Regions from separate parts of the Arachis hypogaea genome. Here region 2 is linked to region 1. The links are chromatin contacts, called in public Hi-C maps. All regions are on one chromosome and are shown on one strand. Each heading gives the region's core, a stretch centred on a gene start, on an enhancer-like site or on the middle of the called end of the contact. The rest is flanking DNA. Distances are from core to core; before and after follow the strand shown.

Region 1 (6,432 bases), core at 1,403-3,902:
AGAACAGGATCATACACCTCTATGTTTCCGATCCAACTGAAATCTCTTCTCATCAATATTGCAAGGCTAAGTTGCAATCGAGGGGGCTCGTACGATTCGATGCTGCCAATACCATAAATGACCATTTCCATCTTTGTCTCTGAGCCTAACACCCTATGGACATAATCAGAAAGTGATGTTTGGATTTGACATCTCATAGTACTATAGAACTCGGAGCTCCCAACCCTATTTATACATCTTTCCATCTTCTGCATCATTGATGTTTCTCGGCTTGGATCAGTCTGAGAATCCGTTGGAGCCCATGGTTCTTGTTTTTCTTCTGAAACTCCAACTTTGGTAGCTTTACTTCTTTGTCTGCCACGACGGGGTAAAACAACTGTCCATCCTCCATCAGAAGTGCAATTGTGAATTGTTTGAGGTTTTGCCGAAGCTGCCATTGGAATTCAAGAAATCTCTTTACTCGTTCGGATATACTGCTTCAACCTCGAAATGCAATACCAAATTCTGGATAAGAACATAGAATATTAGCTCATGGCTTCACATGATATGAAATGAACAAAATGTTATGGATTACATTAGCGAGTTAGTTAATTGATTGATCAGTTAGTCAACAGCTGGAGTTAGTTAGAAACCAGTTAAGTTAGTTATTTTCTGTTATCCACCCAGCTGTCATATTCATTTCGTAACGAATCATTTCATTCAATCCATCTCTAGTTTCAATATGGTGTCAGAAGTAAATTCTACGATTTCTCTCTCTAATTATTAAATACATATTACACTATACAGTATACACTAGTCAACATGAAGATCAAATATCATATAAACAAATTTTAAATGTTAAGCACTCATGAAATTGCAAAATCAGCAGCAGTAATAAGTTAGTAATAGTTATACATGTGTTGTCAAAAAATCAAAATGATATAAGCAAACATGATTACATTCACATGAAACAAGAGGGAGACGCAATTCAGTGAATTTCTCACCCTGCAGAAGAACCAGAAGCATAAGGTAGCAAACTGGCGACGAGGAGGCGGAGCAGACTGGCGGCAGAAGAGAAGAGCAGCGACTTAGCTTTCACTGCTGCAACATACAAAGCATAGGCAAACTTTCCAGCCACCAAACATAACCATTAGGACCTATAGATGCAATCAAGAAATAATAAGACTAAAAAATTCTGATCCCATGAAAACAAGCACAATGGCTCAAGGACGAAACAAAATTTTTTAGAACAATTCAATGACCTAAATGAAATAATAAAATCAACAATTCATTGAATTTAAATGATAAACGTAACAACTACTTAAGTGAAAAGTCATTGAATTTAGATTCATATTCAATCAATTATAAGTTCATATTTTCTTCTTCTATCAATCACAGTCTAAGCACAATTTCTTCAACATCAGCCTGAAATGTATTGAAAAAATATGATTTATGGCACAAACAATATGTCCAATTTAAATGGTGCATTACAGTGTCACATTACATGTTTTTTGTGCATAAAATTTTATTGTGACCATCTTAGAGTCAGAATTATTGTTCACATTACAAGACACTATTATATTATTCTGATTTGAAGCTTTGTTGTTGTCAGCTACCCCGCATTCTACAAACAAATGCAATTGCAAGATACTATGGACTAGAGAAAGGGCAAGTAGTTAAGATAACTTACAGTGGTGATATCACTCAGATGCATGTCACCTATCGATGCGTTTGGTGATGCTTATTTCTTGTATGCTGCTGGTAGAATTCGTAGAAATGCTTAAGAACTAGTTAGTATATGATTTGTATAATTATAAGCTTATGTAGTAACTTGCATGCGGTTGTGTGAATTTCACTCGAGCAGATGAACAAATCCGCTGAACAGTTTCTTTGTATGACTAGTTTGGAAATCACAAAACAGGAAAACACAACACAGCAAAACCAGCAGCACATCACTAATCATAATCAATAATCAAAAGACATTCAATAATCAATTATCACAAGACCTTCAATAATAAATAATCAGTAAAATAACTATTCAATAAAAAATAAAGAAGACACAAAACAGCAACACAGCAGAACCAGAGCTCATTCAATAAAAAATCACAACACAGCAGAACCAGAGCTCATCGGTAATCAAATAATCGTTCAATAAAATATTAAAACAAAAACATTCAAATAATCAGTAATCAAATAATCATTGAACAGGGCATAAACAAAAAACGCAGAAGACGGTGGTAGGTTGGAAGAACCTGCGGCTGAGCAAATGAAGAGCAGACTCAAAGACGCCGAGCTCGAGGAAGAAGCTGCAATTGGTGGGTTGGGGACTTCGAGCACGACGACCAGACAAAGACGGTGGTGCCTGAGCGCGCGACGGAGCAGATGAAGACCAGGGACTGACGCGCCGAGCTCGAGGAAGAAGCTGCGATTCTTGAAGGAGGAAGAAGCACGAACGACCAGACGACGATGGTAGTGCCTGAGCGCGACGGACGGCGGCAGTCCTTGAGGCGGTGGTGGAGAAGCTAGGGTTTCATGTTTCAACTTCCTTCTGATTTGGGGAGAAGCTGTTAAGTGTTTGGAGTGAAGACTAAACGGAAGGGGAAGGAAGGTCACGCGTGCGTGAACCAAAAATAATTTTTTTTTTTTTTGGTAAAGTTCAAAACGACGTAGTTTCATTAAAACGATTGGTTTCAATTTCACTTCAACCGATCAGTTTTCAGACTGATTCAATGGTTTATTAACGGTTTTTTAATTAGCGATTTTACATGATTAACTGGATCGTTAATGCTGCCAGTTCACGGTTTGACTAATCGATCCGGTCCAGTTTTTAGAATTATGGATTACATGCATGGCAGGTCGCGGTGAGAAGCAGCAAAGAGGGACACGGTGAGTACATAGGGGAAGAGGGAATTTTCGGTGGAGTGGTGAAATGCGTAAAGATTGGAAAGAACACCAACGACGAAAGCATCTGCTGGGCTGACACTGACACTAAGAGACGAAAGCTAAGGGAACGAATGGAATTAGATACCCTAGTAGTCTTAGCCGTAAACGATGGATACTCGGGATTGCGTGTATCGACTCGTGCAATGCTGTAGCTAACGCGTTAACTATTCCACCTGGAAAGTACGTTTACAAGAATAAAACTCAACAGCAAGGCTTGGCGCAAAGATCGGTGGAGCACGGTGGGTGGCTGCAGTTTGGCTGTGAATTACAGAGGAGGCTGAGGTAGGATTTTATTTTTACAAAGAAATAAATGAAGAGTGAAATGGAGGGGGAGGGGGTGAGGGGGAGGGGATTTGAATATGGCCTGGATTTTGATGTAATGCCTCCGTATGGGCTGCTGGGTGAAATTTTTGAAGAAAAAATATAGGCGAACAACGTTTTTTCTGAACAATGTAAACAATAGGTTAAAAAAGAAATGTTAATTTTAAAAATTAAATTTTGAATTAATTAGGTTTAATCATAATAAAAGAAAAGTTAATTTTAGTTTTAAAAATCAAATTTTGAATTAATTAGATTTAATCATAATTTTGAATTAAAAGCTAAAGGAGCGAATGGAATTAGATACTCTAGTAGTCCTAGCTGTAAACGACGGATACTCGGTGTTGCGTGTATCGACCCGTGCAATGTTGTAACTAACACATTAACTATTCCACCTGGGGAGTACGTTTCGAGAATGAAACTCAACAACAGCAAGGCTTGGTGCGAAGATCGGCGGAGCACGGTGGGCGACTACAATTTGGCTGTGAATTACAGAGGCTCATCTAGGGTTTTATTTTAACAAAGAAATAAATTAAGAGTGAAATGGGAGGGGGGATTTGAATATGGCCTGGGTTTTGAGGTAATGCCTCCGTATGGACTGCTGGGTGAAATTTTTGAAGAAAAAGTATAGGAGAACAACGCTTTTTCTGAACAACGTAAATAATAGGTTAAAAAAGAAATGCTAATTTTAAAAATTAAATTTTGAATTAATTAGGTTTACTCATAATAAAAGAAAATTTAATTTTAGTTTTAAAAATCAAATTTTGAATTAATTAGGTTTAATCATAATTTTGAATTAATTAGGTTTAATCATAATCAATCCTGTGCCACCGTCGTCGCTGCTGTATCGCGACCCTGGTGCCCCCCACAGCTGCTGTCTCGTTACTTATTTCTTATCAACCAAGTCAGATGTTTATTTTACTATGTATGTGAATGGTTCTTTTCATTCTAAAGTGGATGTTTATTTGGGTATACTGTTGATATTTTAATTGATTTGCTTGATTCTGCATGCACATGTTTCGCAGGATGTTCATTTTACTATGTATGCAGATGGTTCTTTTCATTAAGATGTGGATGTTCATTATTAAACACCACTCAAAGAAAATCTCCAATTTCTTCTCCCTCCAATATATGGTTTGAAAAAATAAACAGGTGCGAATGCGATAAAAAACATAGGAGACTCATGGTAGGGAGGGTGGTGGCGCAGTTGACGGAGAAAAATTGTCGGTAAAGAATTTCACAAAAATGTCGCGTTGCAAGTATAGTTCTAAACCGACAAGCAATCCTCAATCAACGTTTAAATTCTTTGTCACTTAAGCAAGCCCAATAAAATTAACCGAAATATTTAAACTTTAGGTCGTCTCTCAAAGGAATTGCAGGGAAGTGTAGTTTATTATTGGCTATGAAAAAATATATTTTTGGGTTTTGTAATAAGAAACAAGAAAGTAAAATGGCAAGAAAATAAACTAATAACTAAGAAAGCTCTTACCAAGGAAAGAGAATTAGAAGTCCTATCCTCATTATCATCGTCAATTGTGATGGTAAATATAAATTGCTTTCACTTAGTTATCCTCTAACAAATGAAGGAAAGTCAAGCGAGCAAAATCGACTTAAGTTCACAAGTCCTAATCAAAGACTAGATTTTAGTGAGGCTCAAGCCAACTAGAAACTTTCAATCACCAATCAACAAAAGAATTTTGATAACTCAAGATTCTCTAATTAATCAATCTAAGTCAAGAACATAAAAATATAAATTAAAATCCACCCAAACATTTTATCAAACACTTGAAGGCATAAAATAAAAACATAGAAAATTGACAAGACATAGGAAATTCTAAGACTAACCAGAGCAAAGAAAGAACAATAACAAAGCAATTGAACAATAAGAAATATGACACATAAATTGCATTAATGAAAATTGAGAGTAACACATGAACTCATAAACTAAATTAGCAAAATAAAGGGATCAATAAGGGAAGTAGATAACTCAAGTGCTAGAACAAATAAAAGTAAGAGAAAACTAAATTAAAATAAGACTGAAACCTAAATCTAAAGAGAAATTGGAAAAAGAAACCCTAAACCTAGAGAGAGGAGAGAGCTTCTCTATCTAGAATTCTACATCTAAAACCTAAAGTATGTATGAATGAAAAGTGAATGGTGAATCCCCTTCCAGCTTCACTCTGCAACCTATTGTCCTCATTTTCGGGACTGAAACTGGGTCAAAAGCAGCCCATATATCGCCCCCTAACATTTTCTCGTAACTGAGGCATGTGATGCTTGTCACGCGTACGCATTGATGGATATTGAATTGGCCACGCGTACGCGTCATCCACGCATGTGCGTCATTTGTCTGCTGCGCCAGTCACGCGTATGCGTTGTCCATGCGTGCGCGTCGGCTCCAGCTTGTCAAACTCTCAATTTCTTGTGTTCCTTCCACTTTGGCATGCTTCCTTTCCATCCTCTAAGTCATTCCTGCCCTATAAAATCTGAAAACACTTAACACACATATCACGACATCGAATGGTAATAAGAGAAGATTACAAATTAGCAATTTTAAGGCCAAAGAAGCATATTTTCAATCATAGCACAAAATTAGAAAGGAAACTTAAAAACATGCAATTTATATGGATAAGTGTGAGAATACTTGACAAAATCCACTCAATTCAATACAAAATAAATCATAAAATAGTGGTTTATCAATTTCTCCACACTTAAACATTAGCATGTCCTCATGCTAAGCTCACAAGAACCAAAAGAATGAAGAGGGATGGTAGGACTTATTAAATGCAACCTATCTATATGAATGCAACTACATGCAAAAATGCTTCTACCTACTTGGTTAAAAGTAAATAAATCTTTCAAGAACAAATATGAACTGGATTCCACTAATTCAAATCTCAAAATAAAGTACAAGTATACTTGCAAGAAAAGAGCTCGTGAAAGCCGGGAACAAAGAATCGAGCATCGAACCCTCACCGGAAGTGTATACACTCTAATCACTCAAGTGTTTGAGGTTCGATTCTCTCAATTCTCTACTAATCTTGCTTTCTAAGGCTTGCTATTCTTCTACCAATCAACAAAAGTTTAATGCACGAATACACATATCAAGAGGTCCTTTAAGGGTTGTAATGGGGTTAGGTCAATGTATGATTGTATTTGGTCAAGTGGACTAAAATCTGAATCATTGATTAA
Region 2 (6,387 bases), core at 2,517-5,016, 130 kb after region 1:
AATTGGGATTTGATGAAACTATTGAGTGTTGCAAGCCCATGTTAATTGTGCAGCCTAAATTAAGAAGACAAGAAGCCCAACTAAAGACACCAAGTGCTTCCAAGGCTGCTGAATGGAATTGAATCCATAACCTAGCCCATTGCTATTCAGGACAAAGGAAACTAACCCTAAACTGGTGGTGCTATATTGTTTCAAATAAGGTACAAAGAAGAAAGAAAAGTTCACTTTTACTCTTGAGTACCAAAGAGGAAGAAAGAAAAAGCAATCTCTAGTGGCTATGTCAAATCAAGATTGAAGCTAAAAGCAAATGTTCAAATTAAGAAGGAAAAAGGTAAAATATTTTCATAAATATGCAAGTTAATTACTTGTTGATCTCACCTTCCTCTCTGCACAACCATTTCGGGTAATATGAAGAAAGTGGTGGCTACTTTTCTCTACTGTGAATCAATGGCTAATATTGAAACTTGGAGCCAAAGCACAAGGTTAATAGTATTGATTTATCAAATCCATTGAGGATTTGTTTTCAAAGAAGCTGCGTTGCTTAACTCTGATTCAAATCCCTAAGTTTATGGTCTGATTGAAGAAAAAGGAAATAAGTTCTTAGCTAGCTCAAGATTTAAGGAGCTGACTTTGTGAAGCAAGCCCTAAGTGTGTAAACAAAACTAATACAAAAAGCAAAAAACAATTCAGTTTGCAAGTAAGAAGAGAAAACCCGAGAGAAGAGAAGAGAAAAACCTCACAAATCTAAGTTTGAAGTCTTGGAAGTATTGCACCTACACTAAAAGGAGCATTCCGCCAAGATGGATAGCTACATTTGAGAGTTCAGAATCTGGGTTCAGCATATAGAGTTTGAGTTGTTCAACATCACCTCCTTCATGGTTTATCATTGAGTATTTTATTTGTATGTTGTATCTTTTTTTTCTTTCTATTCAGTGGTAAAAGACATATAAGAGATGTATTAAGAAAAAATCATTGAGAAAAAAGGCAAAGAGAAGAACTTGGAGAGAAAAGCCAAGATTTATTTCTTGTCTCTTTTGATTGTATTTTTGTTTTGCATCTTATATCTGATGTATCCCTTACTAAGTTGGATAAGCACGTATTGTGTCGAGAGTCTAGGAAGTTGCCTAGCCAAGTCAAGTTTATGTTGAAGCTTGATTTGTCCCTGATAGGATTAGGTTAAATCTTTAGGAATCGGTGTATGTAATACTTGAAATGATAGTGAAAAATCCACCAACCTTGTGGTGGAGACTGGATGTAGGTTTCATTGCACAAAATAACTGAACCAGGATATATGGTTATATTATCTTCTTCTTCCCTGCATTGATTCTATTTTTCACGATTATGAGACAAAATAAAATTGTCTCCTACATAATCCATCTCGAAGACAAAACTGAAGCTAAGTTTCATTTTCTGGTTTGAGTTATAATTAATCAAGTTTAAAAGAATACCATAGATTCAACCCCCTTCTCTAGGCCATCAAGAACCTTCCCCAAAGTAACGCAGCACCGTCTAAAAAAGTTGAAAAAGATCGACAAAGTATAGGGTCAGAAGCACCATTAAAGAACGTCATAGACTGAAACTTAGTAACATAAATGTGAGGGTCTTCAAGGCCTTCGTATGGCTTTAATGTAGTCGGCAGTACGAAATTCTTTAGCATCTGGAATTTCATGATATCCTCCAAAAAATGATTGGACAGGGTCTTCCTCTCTTTGGGAGGGGTTACTTCCTCAAGATTCCGTGAATGCACGTCTTTTTGGCTTGTGTCCTTGGGATCTCCATCACTTTGTTTTCCATTCCTTTCTTGATCTAGAAGCTCGGTCATTCTTTGGACCTCAGCTTAGAGTTTTGCATTTTGGGCCAGCAGCTCCAATTTTGTTAATTGCAGGATTCTGTTGTCGGCCATACTGGATGTCCCTGCAAAATAAGGCACGGGAATAAAATAAAAACAAAGACAAAATTATTTCAGTGGGGTTAATCTATTTTGGGCTCCACGGTGGACGTCAATTTGTTCTGTGTTAATCAGCTGCTTAGCCGAGGTATAACCCGAACTCTCCGAGAACAGGATTACTCGGTTTTGCTGATCTTCTCTTTCCCTCTTTCTGTGTCTCCAAATGTCGGGGTCCCTACAAGAAAACACTCCGATGTCCAAGTCGGCGAGATCATCAAAAAAATATTCTTCTTTTAATAATGCTTTCTGTTTTGCTATATTCCCTTTCGTTTGATTCCTTCTTCGTTTTATAGGGGTTGGATCGTTCCGTTCGTGTTTGAAGTTGTAGTCCTTCTTAATAGGAGTGGCCGTTGTGTATTTTAAATGTTTGTTTCAGCCCTTCATTATTGTGGGTTACTGATGCCGCTCATCTCGACTTCTAAAAGTTATTGTCTATGTATGCTTTATTGGAGATATACTCTATTAGTTCCAAGATTGAAGGTATAGTTCAATTATGTTAGTGTGATTACGGTGATTATAGTATATTAAAAAGTATGCCTACAAAAAATATGATTTTAATGTTAAGAATACTTGCATAATCACTAGCTATAGCTACTATAGTATATATAATCATACTAAAATCTACTTATATATATATATGGTTAGGATTAAATAAAATTCTGAAAAAGAATATTTATTTATTTGAAAAATAAAAAATAAATTGTGGATTAATAACCGCATTATGTTGATAATAAAATAAAGATAATTTCAACGATATGATGCTTATGGATCGTTATATTCCATTACTGTTAAAGAATAAACCTCATCTTCAGTGGTCAGTCGGCTCTAGAATATGCTCCCCATTTTTGATGATATGAAGATTCCTTGCCATAGCACTTTTTTCCATTCCTTTGACTAAACTTGTGTAGATGGAATAGCCATGGTTGGGTGCAGTGATGAACAGATGATAATATATAATTAACAAACGAGCCTTTTATTTGGCAATGGAAAGTAAACTTTGATATAGAAATAATATACAATAATTTATCATGAGAAATTTTGAACACAAAATAATTGTGTGGACGTAAAATGGATTTGGAGTGTGCGTCTCCCATCATTATTTCTACTTTTATTAAAGTGGGGTATGTTGGTTAGACTTTAGATAACCAATTTTGATTTTCTTTCTCTTTGTTTTTTTTTTTCTTTATTTTTTCTCTTTCAATATTAAAAAGCGAGGATATTAAACTTATTTTTATGTGTTTATCTAAGGTTTAGTTTGGTTTTTTTTTTTGAAAAAGTATTTGTACTTTTTAAAAAGCACATTATTTTTAAGCACAAATACTTATATTTGATAAATAAAAAAATTTATGTATTTGTGCTTTTAATTTTTAAAAATTAAAAATATTTATTAAAATTAAAATATCTAATATAATTTAATATATTAATTAATATTTGAATTTAATTCTTATATTAATATTTATTATAGTATTTTTAAATTTTAAAATTATTTTACTAAAATTACTTGTTATGTGTATTTATTAAAAATTATTTTTAATTTACTTTATTAAATACAGATGTTATAATTTTTAAAAATAAAAATTATACCAAATTAAACCTAATACTCACATATATTTAATCACAATTTTTACTTTTTTAAATAATTATTATTGATATAATTAATATAAAAAATAATTATTTTTATTAACATAAAATTACGTAATTAAAGTCACCAAAAAAAATTACGTAATTAAATTTACATATAAAATATTTTATATAATATCAAAATTAAATTCTATATTTGTTTACTATAAAATTAAGAACTGAGCAATCAGGGAAAATGAGTGAAACATAAAATATAGTTAACGAATTCTAACAATGCTCGCCACCTCACATTTTAAGCGTCACCTCGCACATTCAGCCTAGTGGTGGGGTCCTCCTTCTACACTTATAAATACATAGATTTTCTCAGCAATGATCAACATCATTTCCCTTCTCTGTTGATACAACACTGCAGGGATCCAGGTATCATTTAATACGTTTCATTTTATTCAACAACTTTTTTTTTAACTTTAAATTCTGTTCACTAATGTTATTTTCGTGTTAATGTGCATAAAAATATATGGATATTACTCTAAAGTACGTCTTATGTGGTTCACGTTGATTTGCACATTCATGCATTGATTATCATGTAATAATTCATGGCCTATGATTATGATTGCTACTAATTAATATTTTCGTTTTAACAAATTCAGGCAAATTGAGATCATTGAACTGTGAATTGCAAGATTTGATCTTTGAGCCCAGGATCCTTTGATCATTCATCAGGTATGTACAAATTTTTGCATTGGTATGTTTAACTGTATCTATAAGTCGAATTTTTTTAGAGAAAAGAAAGTAAAGTTGTTTCAACTTTAAAGAATAATTTGAGTTCATTACTCTAAAAGATCCTTCTCTCTCATCTTGTTTGTTCCACGATTTTTGTCTTTCAAACGTACCTTAGGATACGTTTGTAAGGACGGGACACACAAAATTGTGTTTGACAAGTAAGATATAGACAGAGATGTTGTATTTAAAGATAATGAATTAGTATGTTTTATATTCCTCCTAATATAAAAGACACAGAGACACTAATAAGGGATATAACTTATTTTTTATTTTTTTATTATTTATGTTAATTTTTTATAATTATATTTTTTTCTCAATTTTTTTTAACAGAAAAAAATGAAAATAAATTAGATTTTCATAATTTGTTCTAATTTATCGTCAAATAGAATATAAAAACACTAAATTTTGTGTCTCTTTCCTTTGTATCTTATTTTCAGTGTCTTATCTTATCCAATTTTCAAAAACAAACGCAATCTTAAAATTTTTCAAAAATGTTAGATGCACACAAAAAATCAACTACTATATATATTGTTTAATTTATTTTAATGTATATTTTATATTTTACCATGAATTTTATATAAATAACTGATTTGGTAGCTAATTTTTTGTATTCATATAGTATAGTTGAATGTTTTAAAAGAATAATAATAAAAATCTTTTTAGCCTGAAAACTAGTAGTTTTGCTTATTCTATAATTTGACTTGTCCAAAATTCTTATGATCATGAAACTGCAACCTATGTAAAATTTTCAGTTGTCAGTTTTAGATTTCAAGGCTTGCATAATTAGAAATGAGGAAATTTATTTATTATGTATATATGGTTTAGGATTGTTATGAAACTTTTTTAACTAATAAAATTCAGTTAAGTTCGTTGCAGAGTAGAAATTCTTTTAAGAATGGATGCTGATCATGGGATTGCTGGAGTCAAGTACGAGTGCTTGCTTTTTGGTAATGATTGAAAATTTGAATGCTATTTATGATCAAATGAAAAAAAAAAACAAATAATCGATTTTGATGTTTGTTAAATTTTTAAGGTAAAATATATTTTTTGTCTTTAAAATTTGACAAAATTTTTAAAAATACTCTTAAATTTTATTTTGTTTCAATTTTGTCCCAAAAGTTTTGGATTTGCATCAAATATACCATCGACAGCTAAATTTTCAAAAAATTTAAGACCAATCTAAAAATTATGCTTGATTTGCTTGCGTTGAGGGTTGTTCTTATGAAATTGTTGTTGAATTGGTCTTAAATTTTTTTAAAAATTAGTCGTTAAGAATATTTGATGCAAATCGAAAACGTTTAGGACAAAATTAAAACAAAATAAAATTTAAGAATATTTTTAAAAATTTTATTAAACTTTAAGGACAAAAAGTATACTTGACCCTATTTTTAAAATGAAGAACTTAAAAGTTAAATCTTTCACTTTATAAACATGGAAGAAAATTCAATTAAATATTTCTGACTCCAAATTTTGTTCATTGTTGACAGATATGGATGACACTCTCTACCCACTGAGCATGGGTTTAAATTTGCTATGTCGTCAGAACATAGAAGGTATAAACTAATTCAAAATATATCTTTTTAATTCTTCAGATAAATTGTAGTAAGATCAATGATGAAAATTACAAAGTTATCAAAACATAGACAACTTGTTAAAATGAGATATTCTTTTACTCCATCGAGAAAATAAGAATTTTTATACTAAAATTGTGACTAATATAATAAACATGGCCTATTTATAAAACCTTTTATATTCTTTTCTATTCTTCTTTTTCTTCAAACTTTGTTGTTTTGACTTATGAACATAGTATTATTTTATGAAACTTGTATTATTTGAACATTTAAAAGTGGGATTAATACCCAACTCAATCTAAGTGAAATATCATAATATCAACACAGTGAATGAGGTGTGTTCTAATGTGACAAAAGGGTAATGCTACGGTGAAGAGTGAAGTTTAGTTTTCGCGAAGAGCAACTATTGTTTCTTTTAGTAAAAAAAAATCCACAAAAAAATTATCATATGCAATGCATGTGATATTTAAAAATTTAGTAAAAACCTTCACTATTCGTCCAATT

The links. Hi-C and Micro-C count contacts between places; a contact is called where the count stands out from the background.
Region 2: a contact with region 1 is called in a Hi-C map of leaf, with 2.0 times the contacts expected there. The contact joins the promoter of LOC112775875 here to the promoter of LOC112775832 in region 1. A contact is called at or near these places in 2 of 8 Hi-C or Micro-C datasets (both in leaf).

What each region holds. Positions count from the first base shown.
Region 1 is chr19:26,750,769-26,757,200 of arahy.Tifrunner.gnm2.J5K5, forward strand. It overlaps LOC112775832 (protein SENSITIVITY TO RED LIGHT REDUCED 1), which reads right to left and starts at 2,653. Exons shown (of 3, transcript XM_072226402.1): 1 at 1,670-2,653; 2 at 984-1,105; 3 at 1-504. The coding sequence starts at 437.
Region 2 is chr19:26,881,965-26,888,351 of arahy.Tifrunner.gnm2.J5K5, forward strand. It overlaps LOC112775875, which reads left to right and starts at 3,767. Exons shown (of 9, transcript XM_025819774.3): 1 at 3,767-3,949; 2 at 4,180-4,252; 3 at 5,179-5,259; 4 at 5,800-5,865. The coding sequence starts at 5,208.